Linked DNA regions of Mus musculus: all the other regions are linked to region 2. The links are chromatin contacts, called in public HiChIP or PLAC-seq and promoter capture Hi-C maps. All regions are on one chromosome and are shown on one strand. The core of a region is the stretch at or near the end of the contact, and the rest is flanking DNA. Distances in the headings are between cores, read along the strand shown.

Evidence for each region. Promoter capture Hi-C pulls out the DNA fragments that hold promoters and counts their contacts. HiChIP or PLAC-seq counts read pairs in DNA pulled down with a chosen protein or histone mark.
Region 1: a contact with region 2 is called in a promoter capture Hi-C map of pre-B cells. The contact joins the promoter of Snhg3 here to the promoter of Ptpru in region 2. A contact is called at or near these places in 1 of 39 promoter capture datasets (pre-B cells) and 2 of 9 other capture datasets (adipose tissue and liver).
Region 3: an H3K4me3 HiChIP or PLAC-seq map of embryonic forebrain shows a contact between it and region 2, with 6 times the contacts expected there. The contact joins the enhancer-like site here to the promoter of Ptpru in region 2. A contact is called at or near these places in 12 of 39 promoter capture datasets (the 3T3-L1 cell line, the C10 cell line, cranial neural crest and 6 more), 10 of 115 datasets of contacts at active chromatin or transcription factors (SST interneurons, craniofacial prominence, embryonic basal ganglia and 7 more) and 1 of 9 other capture datasets (embryonic stem cells).

The regions. Positions count from the first base shown.
Region 1 is chr4:132,351,968-132,354,985 of GRCm38.p6, forward strand. Snhg3 (small nucleolar RNA host gene 3) reads right to left here and starts at 1,719. Exons shown (of 3, transcript NR_003270.2): 1 at 1,630-1,719; 2 at 696-731; 3 at 1-276. Snora73b (small nucleolar RNA, H/ACA box 73b) reads right to left here and starts at 559; the gene lies at 355-559. Snora73a (small nucleolar RNA, H/ACA box 73a) reads right to left here and starts at 1,012; the gene lies at 808-1,012. RefSeq lists a cis regulatory region at 1,458-1,977.
Region 2 is chr4:131,836,506-131,839,933 of GRCm38.p6, forward strand. Ptpru (protein tyrosine phosphatase, receptor type, U) reads right to left here and starts at 1,773. Exons shown (of 31, transcript NM_001083119.2): 1 at 1,579-1,773. The coding sequence starts at 1,651.
Region 3 is chr4:131,059,369-131,062,413 of GRCm38.p6, forward strand. No RefSeq gene overlaps it. Among named protein-coding and RNA genes, the nearest start is that of Gm42317, 4.3 kb to the right of the region's middle. Within about 2 kb of position 1,578, at least 24 of the 459 cell types and tissues checked have an H3K27ac peak or open chromatin away from gene starts, as enhancers often do. A contact at or near this core is called in embryonic basal ganglia and embryonic forebrain, where this site is marked.

The DNA.
Region 1 (3,018 bases), core at 469-2,968, 520 kb after region 2:
TGACAATAATCTTACAGAGAATGTGGGAACAGAAAAATGACATATATGGTTTATATAATATGGTCTGGGGGAAACCTGTTGGGACCTCAAAAAATGAGAACCATGGTGAAGGTTCTCAAATCTAGACATAACCTATCAAAAGAAATGTATTTACCAGAGTTAAGTAGGCAGAAAAGCTTGCCCCAGCTTCTAATGGCCGAGGCTGTAACAGACAAAATTTTAGCACGCTGTATATAATAACTATTCAGTAGGTGCCCCCGCTGATTCTCTTCTTTCCTGGAAGAGGGGAAAAAAAAAACAACACAAACATCAGGTTCCTAAAGTTGACATACCAAAAGCCTTAGGAATTTAAATTTTTGTTTCCTGCATGGTTTGTCTCCTCAGTCATGGTCCACGGGACTCTGAGAAGTCGTAGGAATATGCAGGCGCAGACTCGAAAGCCCAGCTTCATCTCCAACGTTGTGGAAAGGGACTGTACATCACCGGGCAATGCCCTAAGCTCCCGTTCGCCACTAGGACAGAGCCCGGGGAGAGTGACCTCCCGGGATATCCACGTTGGAATGTCTGGTTAGCACCCAAACGTTTAGTCAACTTCAACAGGCGACTACACCCCCCCCCCCCACACACACAGTGTATATCACTAATAACGTACACATGGAGCAGAAAGCACTAAGCCAGCCTCAGGGTGAACGTACCTCCATCAACAAAGTACCTGAAATCATTGACCGGGTCTGCAAGAGAAGACTTTAATCAGTAAGTTAAACCCTTAGAGTACTCGGACGCACCCCCAGATTGCATGACTTAAAAAACTGTTTCCTGCATGGTTTGTCTCCTCAGTCATGGTCCACAGGACTCTGAGAAGTCGTAGGAATATGCAGGCGCAGACTCGAAAGCCCAGCTTTATCTCCAACGTTGTGGAAAGGGACTGTACATCACCGGGCAATGCCCTAAGCTCCCGCTCGCCACTAGGACAGAGCCCGGGGAGAGTGACCTCCCGGGATATCCACGTCGGATAGTCATGGTAATGTCTTTTTTTTTGACAAAATGCCACAGGGTCCTTTTGCCAGACCTCCAGCTGGAGGAAAAACCCCAAAAACGCCTGTCTCCAGAGTGCTGTGACTACAGACTTCAGCCACCTTTTCAGATCTTGAAGCAAACAGAACACAACACCCCCATCGGAACCAAACTATCCAGAAATTATCTACCTAAAAAAGGGTCCTCTGAAAAATGGGAGATTAATGAACAAAAAACTGCAGAAATCCCGTTACAAGGTGAAGAGAAAGTATAACTGGGAAGCAAGGCGAAATGATTAAGTTAAAACCGAACGCTGGAAGGCGGCTAACACTTCAAATCACAAGGCAGGAACCAAAGACCCTGTCCTCTTAAAGTGAACATTAAAGGAAAGTGCGTAGACCAACTCAGTCTCCCAGGCAATAATCCTGCGAGCGTTGGGATCCCCGAAAGAAAACGGTTACTGGGCTCGGAGGCGCGTGACCTCACGCCATGCTCGGCTAGTGAGCCCGGCCTCCCACACCGGGTCCGCCCAGCCGCGACCCTGCCTGTCTGCGGAGCCCGTGCGGGACCGCGCGGGCAAACCCTCAGCAGCCGAGAGCAGCGCACTGTACTCACCAAGAACAAGCACACCAAGAGAGCGACGCCTAGAGAGACAGACCCGCGCCGACGCAGCCATATTTATACCTTAAGTAACGCCCGGAAGTCAGGCGTGGTCGACTATGCCTGCGCCTGCGCAGGGTTACGCTCACTTAGAAGCATTGGAAATGCGCTAAGGCTGATGGGATCGAGAACTTTTACCCTACTAAGGTGTTGGCGGTCTTAGCGTGAAATTGTTGAGCTTGTGAGGTTTGTCCTCTCGGCCTGGATACACTGGTATATGCAAAATGAAAAAAAAAAAAAAAGCCTAGAGAAATATTTTCTAGATTCCAGAGTTTGAATCTACTTTGTTTGTGGAAGGAACAGTTGATACAGAACATAGATGCTACAATTAAAAACTTCCCATGGAGGGGGCCTGAGAGGTGGCTTAGTGGTTAAGATTCCTGGTTGAAGGCGGGAGGGTGGCGCACGCCTTTAGTCCTAGCACTCAGGAGGCAGAGGCAGGCGGATTTCTGAATTTAAGGCCAGCCTGGTCTACAGAGTGAGTTCCAGGTCATCCAGGGCCACACAGAGAAACCCTGTCTCGAAAAAACAAAAACAAAACACTAATGCTGTTTCCCAGATTTTTAAGACATGAAATTAAGCCTGATGAATGTTGTTGTGAAATATTTATTTGAAAGAATGGCTGTCTGGGCGTGATGGTGTAGGTTTTTCTGTTTTGTTTTTTGAGTCAGGGTTTCTCTGTATAGCCCTGGCTGTCCTGGAACTCTTTGTACACCAGGCTGGCCTCGAACTCAGAAACCCGCCTGCCTCTGCCTCCAGAGTGCTGGGATCAAAGGCGTGCGTCACCACACCCAGCTCCCATTGAGCCATCTTGTTGGCTCTGCCCTCTCCTTTCTGACATGGTTTTTCAGACCTCAGTCTCTCTCCACGAAAAACAGTGGGCAGTGTGAACCTTCAGAACAACCTTCTGGAGATGTTTTAACCCCAAAGCTGCAGGAACAAGGGGAGACCTAATAATCTGGACCACGGGAACATGGGATCAGAGAAACATCCAACAAAAAGTTCTGACTACTGGTTTCTTTTCACGCTTAGGGAAGGGTAATGTGCCAAGTGCCAAGCAGCAAATGAGTCACTGCTGAGGTGCCCTGGGCAGAAACTGGGCAGCCTGCCAGAGAGGACAGGCAGTACCAGCCACTCTGGTGACACCAGCCTGGTGACACCAACCTGAGGTTCATTCAGCTGTGGGCCATATTGAGTTAATCCTTGTAAGGGACTGTTGAAACTCCTTGTTCTCAAACATATGTAAAAATGGCATTTGTCAGCTGGGCGTGGTGGCACATGCCTTTAATCCCAGCACTCTCGAGGCAGAGGCAGGCAGATTTCTGAGTTCAAAGCCAGCCTGGT
Region 2 (3,428 bases), core at 523-3,022:
CCCGGGGCGACTCCCAGCTACCTCACGCCGGTGGCGGGAGCCAGGGGAGGAGGAAACCCTGGAAGAGGACCGGCACACGCCCGCCAGAGGGGCCGAGGCCTGAGGTCCAGGCCTCAGGAAAGGACGGTGGACCACGCGCGCGCACACACAGAAGCACACTGACACTCCATTCACAGAGCACACGATGCGATGCGCTCGCGGTCGCACAGACAGTCACTGGACACACACTCAGACATGGGAATGCACACACACACACACACACACACGCACGCACGCACACGCACACACCCTCCATAGGACACCAGGCTCCAAAGCACACTCAAGCACGGGATCTCACCGCAGGCCGAGGGGGAGGCCCATGCACACATTCACACACACACACACACGCACACACGCACACACGCACACACACACAACACACACACGTCCGCACGCGCGTGCCCGACTGGCCGGGAGGCCGCACAAAGTTGCAAAGCAGACGCAGGCAGCGTCCCCGGGGACCGCGGCGTCCCCAACGCCTCTGACGAGCTACGATGGGGACGCTGTCCCGAGGCCTCCAGCCAGGCCCTGCGGGGGCCCCGACGCCGCAGCCCCGCCCGCAACCGGGTGCGCCCCACGGCCCTCCCCATCCCGGGCGCCCCGCGGCCCTGGCGCCTCCTCGGATCAGCCGCCAGCCAGCGCCGCTCGGAACTTGCGAAACAACAAACCGCCCGAAATGTCGGAGTCGGCGGCTACAGCCACGTCTCTCCCCGTTCCTTCCCTCGCCAGCCGCAGGGCCGCCCCAGCCTCCGGGGGACGCCGCCGCGACAACTTGTTCCGGCCGGGTGCGCCACGCACACGCGCGCGCGCGATCACACATACACTCACATATGCACACACACATGCACACACACCCTCGGGTCCCGGCCACACTCGACCACGGCCTAGGAGCACCCCAAGCTCGCAGCGTCCCTAGCCACGAAACCATCGCTCACCGACACACTCACATCCACTCCAGACACGCTCCCCCATACGTATTCCCCGCATCCCTGACATTCACACGGACCCACACAGCATCGTACACCCCAAATACTCCCACAGGGTCACTCGTGGGCACAGAGCTCACACAGGTTCCGACCCGGTTCCCACGACTGCACACACACACACACACACACACACCACACACACTCGGGCCCACACTTGGGCACAATCCACCGAGTCCTCACAGCACAGGCATAAACAAACACGCGGGTTTTCAAACGCACCAGCAACAAACAGTACTCCCGCCTAGGGAATACAAAAAAAAAAGCCAACAAATGCAACACAGGATCAGACGCAACTCTAGCCAAGCCACTGAAACTCAGATACACAACCCACTTGGCAGCGTGGACAAACATGAGCCAGCGCACACCCGGTGCTCCACGCAGGCGACACTCACACCAGCACACTCGCATCCGCGGTACACACTCAACCTCAGTTTGCACACAAACTACAGACACAGCGGCCACAGAAGCTTGGAGCACTCCGACACCAGCGACAAGCCATCCCCGGCCCCCCGGGCACTCGCGGGATAAGCTTGGAGGGACCGCGCGCGCTTACCTGCGGGAGTCTCGGTCTCAGGCGCGCAGAACTGGAAGGTGAGCGCCAGGACCAGAGCCTGAGCCCGGGCCATGGCCGCCGCCTAGGTCCTGGAGACCCGCAGCTGGGGAGGCGACGCCTCCGGAGCCCGACCGGGAGCCCAAGGCGAGCGGGAGCCGTAGTGGAGCAGTGCCGCGCGGAGCGGGACTGGCGCCGAGTCCAGAGCGGGAGCCCGAACGAGCGGGGCGCTGACGTCAGGCCCCCGGGCGCGAGTTCCGCGGTCTCGAGGCGTCCCCTGCTGGTGGTGTCGCGCGCTGCGGCCCGGTTCCCTGGGCCCGCCGGCCTTGGCGTGCCCATCCCCCACTCTCGCACCCCGTCGACAAGATCCATCGGCCGGTGCCGGTGTTCAGGTCGGCACTCTCAACGCATCCGTTGCCCACGGCTGAGACTGTAACCCAGGAACCCTTGGCTCCTCTGTTCCCTCAGTTGCTTAAGTTTTTCCTACCTTGACTACTCTGAACATAAACTCCCAGCTCCCTCCAATGACAGAGCACTCTTCATCTACCTGAAACGTTGTTGGGCCTTTGGAATGTTGCCGTTTACTTTCAGTAATATGAAATTCACTTCTCTCTTACTGACGCTCGTGCCTCTACAGTAGCCTCCGGCTACTCGGAGTAAGTAGATTTGGAACTCTGCCCCGTCCAAGTTTTTGCACAACCACCAGCATAGTTGTCAGTGGCTACTTAAGACCAGGTGCCATGTGTGCCTCTCTCTGGGACTCTGTTCATCTTCACTATTGCCCTAGGGGACACACACCATTCTAATGCCATTACACAGTTGAGAAAGTTGAGATCATAGAGCGTGACTTTTTCAAGATTATGTGTCAGTATGAGGCGACACCAAGATCTGAATCAAGGTTGTCTGGTTCGAAATGTGTAAACAAACGAACAAAAACCGACTCACATCTGGAAACCCATTTGCTTCTCAAATACTGAATAGATATGGGCTTGTTGGTTCAGTGATGACTGTAGACTACCGAGGAGATTAAAAAACAAAGGCTTGATCTCCGGGAGCTAGAGAGACGGCTCAGTGGTTAGGTGCGTGCACGCGGCTCTTGCAAAGGGCTCAGGATGGATCCCCAGCACCCTTGTCCAACCACCTGTAACTGCGCATCAGACCAGCACTTCTGGCCGTGTATATTTATAAAATATAAAATTATATTTTAAATATAATTTAAATATTTTTTAAAATCCCCACCCTCATGAAGCTTACATTCAGGAGGAAGATGCAGGAGAGGGTGGGGGGGGGGGTTGGAACCTACAGTAGGGAAAGTGGATCGCTGCACTTCTAAACAGACTGCCTGCTATGTGATGGACTTGGTATATATCCCCCATGTTTAGAATGTGTGTCCCCCTAGGGAAGCTTTTTCCCCCGGGGCCTGGTATCCCGCATACTCGATGAGTAATGAATGAGCGGGTAACTGATAGATGAGTACTTACAGAGAGGGCCCTTGCTCTCACGAAGACTTCATGCCGCAGATAAATAAATACATATGGAACTTCAGTCTGAGGCATGCGCCCTCAAGGAAATGAAGCTCTTGCAACAAGGAACACTAAAAGATGGGGGGGGGGGGTCGGGTCACGCTTCAGAAAAGACAGTCCAAGACAGACGCCTTTGCCAAGGATGTGACCCCATGCCACGTGATCTTAGACCTGACGTGTGAGGAGCCAGCCTCAAGCACACCAATGGGAAGGAATGCTGCAGCCAGCCAGACCAATGGGAAGGAACGCTGCAGCCAGCCAGACCAATGGGAAGGAACGCTGCAGCCAGCCCGAAGCGCGAGCCTTGGTCTAAGAGGGAGCCCGAATGGA
Region 3 (3,045 bases), core at 328-2,827, 780 kb before region 2:
GACCCCGTTTCTGAAGGTGAGAAAAAAGTGGACCAGAGAGGTCAACCATTAGTCCTACACAGCCCAGGCCTTATAGCAGCTGGCTCAGGGCTCTGTGCCAGGGAGAACTGGAGGAGGTAAGCTACTGGGAAGGAGTCAGGTGTCACTCCAGGGCTTTTACCTTCCTTCTGTCACCACTGCTGTCACTATCACTCTCTTTGGGATCAAATGCTAGTCTCTGAAGGTAGATTTGGGCTGAGATTAATATATAAATCAGTACATTGCTAGGACTGGGTGATTGGCAAGGCAGGTGAGGCTGGCGCAGTCGTTTGGAGGGAGGATGTGGAAGGAAACACTCTGGCTTCTCCTAAGAAGGGCGGGGGTGTGGTGCTTGGCCAGCAAGAGCTTGGCTCTGCGAAGTCCCCAGAGCACAGCTCAGCTCAGTGCATCCTGGCCCAGCCTCCTGACCATGACCGTGTCCAGCTTGAAGAATTCGGACAAGGTGGCCTCCTAATAGCCTAAGCCAGTTTCTTTAAATCAGCTCTCTATGCTAGGGCTCTGGCTCTCTCTCTCCCTGTCTGCTACTTCCTTTATAGACTCGTGTGTATTGTATTATGTATAGACAATAATACATACAATACAAAGAATTATTAAAAGATTGTCCAGAGAGGTAGATTCAGTTGGATGTGGATTGTATGGGAGGTGCTCTCTCTCTTTCTCTCTCTCTCTCTCTCTCTCTCTCTTTCTCTCTCTCTCCCTCTCTCTCTCTGAGGGTTTAAAACTTTATAGCCACAAACAAAGATCCAAGTTAAAGGTCTCTGAGAGGGAGGGAGGGAGAGGGAGGGGGAGGGGAGGGGGAGGGGGAGACAGACTGTGGTAATTGGTGGCTTCAGGTCCAAAGTCCAGTCCAGTGTCTCTCCCTCCTTGGAATAGACTTGCAGCAGCTTCCCCTGGGAGTCCTCAGAGGCTGACCCCACATAACTCCTCACAGAGTGTGGCTTGGGTTCTTACCCCAGCTCCATCTTCTGCATGGCAGAGCCCTAAAACAGCTTGGCTGCCGCTCCTCCTGGGTGTCTTGGGAATGGGTGGAATGTCACTCATGACCTTGTCTTAGCACTGTCAAGGTCCCTGTCCCACCTGCTCTCACTCCTCTGAGGCCCTCCTGTTACCCAGAAGCCCATGCTCACCCTCTCTCTACCCAGCTTCAAAACCCCAGCTCCCCAGAATGGAGGCCCCAGCTCCCCTCCCCCAGCCCAGCAGTGGCAGCCAGCAGTGATACCCTCCCCTTCAGAGGTGACAGTCCATTGACTTGGGTCCTTCTTTGTGGCTATAAAGTTTTAAACCCTGCATCTCATAGTGGGTGGTTTCTAGTTACACCAGATAAAAATGGAGCTGGCTGGAAGAGATCAAGGAAAATCAATAAGTAATAAAAGTTGCCGTGTGGAAAATGTATCATCTCCAGGGCAGGAGGAGCAGGTGTCAGCCTTGGGAGAGCCTCAGCAGGTGGCTCAGCAGCTGCGGAGGGGAGGGGGAGAGGGGGATTATGGAGGGGGCTGTACCAGCCAGATGGCTGTGTGTCTCTGAGCTGATGGGACATTTCTTGTCACAGCTGGGAAACAACAGGGAGAGAAGAGAGTGGCTTACAGCCTAGGGGTGGTCTGCTGTGGGGGTAGTGGGGAGAGAAGGTGTGGAGACACAGTACAGATCCTTGACCTGGGACACTTAACAGTGCCCAGTAACATGGACATATGAGACATCGTGGCTACTGGGTATTCCCCTCCAGTGTTCTGATGGGACTGACCACAGAAGGACAGATCTGGGCCAGGGAGGGTCACTTCACCCATCCTCTGGGGAAGAGCTCAGCTTGTCTCCAGCTCCAACTGGTTCCCATCCTACACCATCCCCCAAGTTTCCACCTAGAATTTGAGGCCTTAAGATGGCTAAGGAGTAGCCACTCTGCAGAGCAACGTTTATGGGGTTCGTATTAAACACGTCACTTTATGGATTACACTTAGGCTCCTCAGAGCCCCATGAACAGAGGCTGTTATTGTACCCAATACATGGATAGGGAAACTGAGTCAGAAAGAGGTTAACTCCAAGGTCACACAGCTCTATACTCATAGACCACTCCCCTATCCCCCCTCCTCTTTTCTACAGCTGTTGAAAAGACCTTGTGATTATCCATCTCTCCCTTTGCTATATTGAAGGGGAAACTGAGGTTCAATGAGGGCAAATGACTTGCATGTTAGTGTCCAGCTCAAATCTCTTGATTTTGTCTCTGGGTTTCTTTATCGATAAGCTGTTTTGGCCACCTCCTCCTCAGACAATGGCAAGGAAGTGTTCTAGGGGTCAGAGAAGAACAGATAAGAGGGAGCCTAGGCAGCTCTAGGGGTGCTGAGAAGATGTGCTCATGGAAGCTAGCCATCTTCCCAGAACCTTGAACTTCATCCCCTCCGCCCCCAAACACAACTTTGTGATGAGTGCTGGGGTAGAGGCAAGCAGGTTAGCGATGGCCATAGCTAGGTGCTTCATTAATTAGGCGTCCCGAATACATTAAACCTGGGCATTTCATTTAGATTTACAGGGATAATTTGGATTTATGGGACTAGTTATCACACATTAAGTAATGAAACGCTTGTTGCTTTCGTAGGCAATGTTTACTGAAGCCGTGAAAGAAACCGATAGGATGTTTAGTCACCCCCTGTTAGCTCAGAGATGAGGGATCCTGGGGTGGGGCCCCTGTCCCACAGGTGTGGACCTCCAGACTGTATAATTTTGTTTTCCTCCTGGTGGCTGTTTCATAGATGCAGACACTGCCACAGGGAAGGCAGCCCTCAGCAATGTCAGCTGTCTTTCTGCATCCCTGGAGCCTGCGCATGGTCAGGCAGAGCCATGTGGGAGCTTCTATGACAGGAGACAGCAGCCAGCATCCTGCTCCGACTGTGGAACTTGGGGACCCGCAGTCTTAGGAGTCACCTCCCCCCAGAACTTTGGACTGAAGATGTGATGGGTTCTGGATATCCTCTGAAGGGCTCGTAATTGGCGACCTTCAATTCCTGTCTGTCC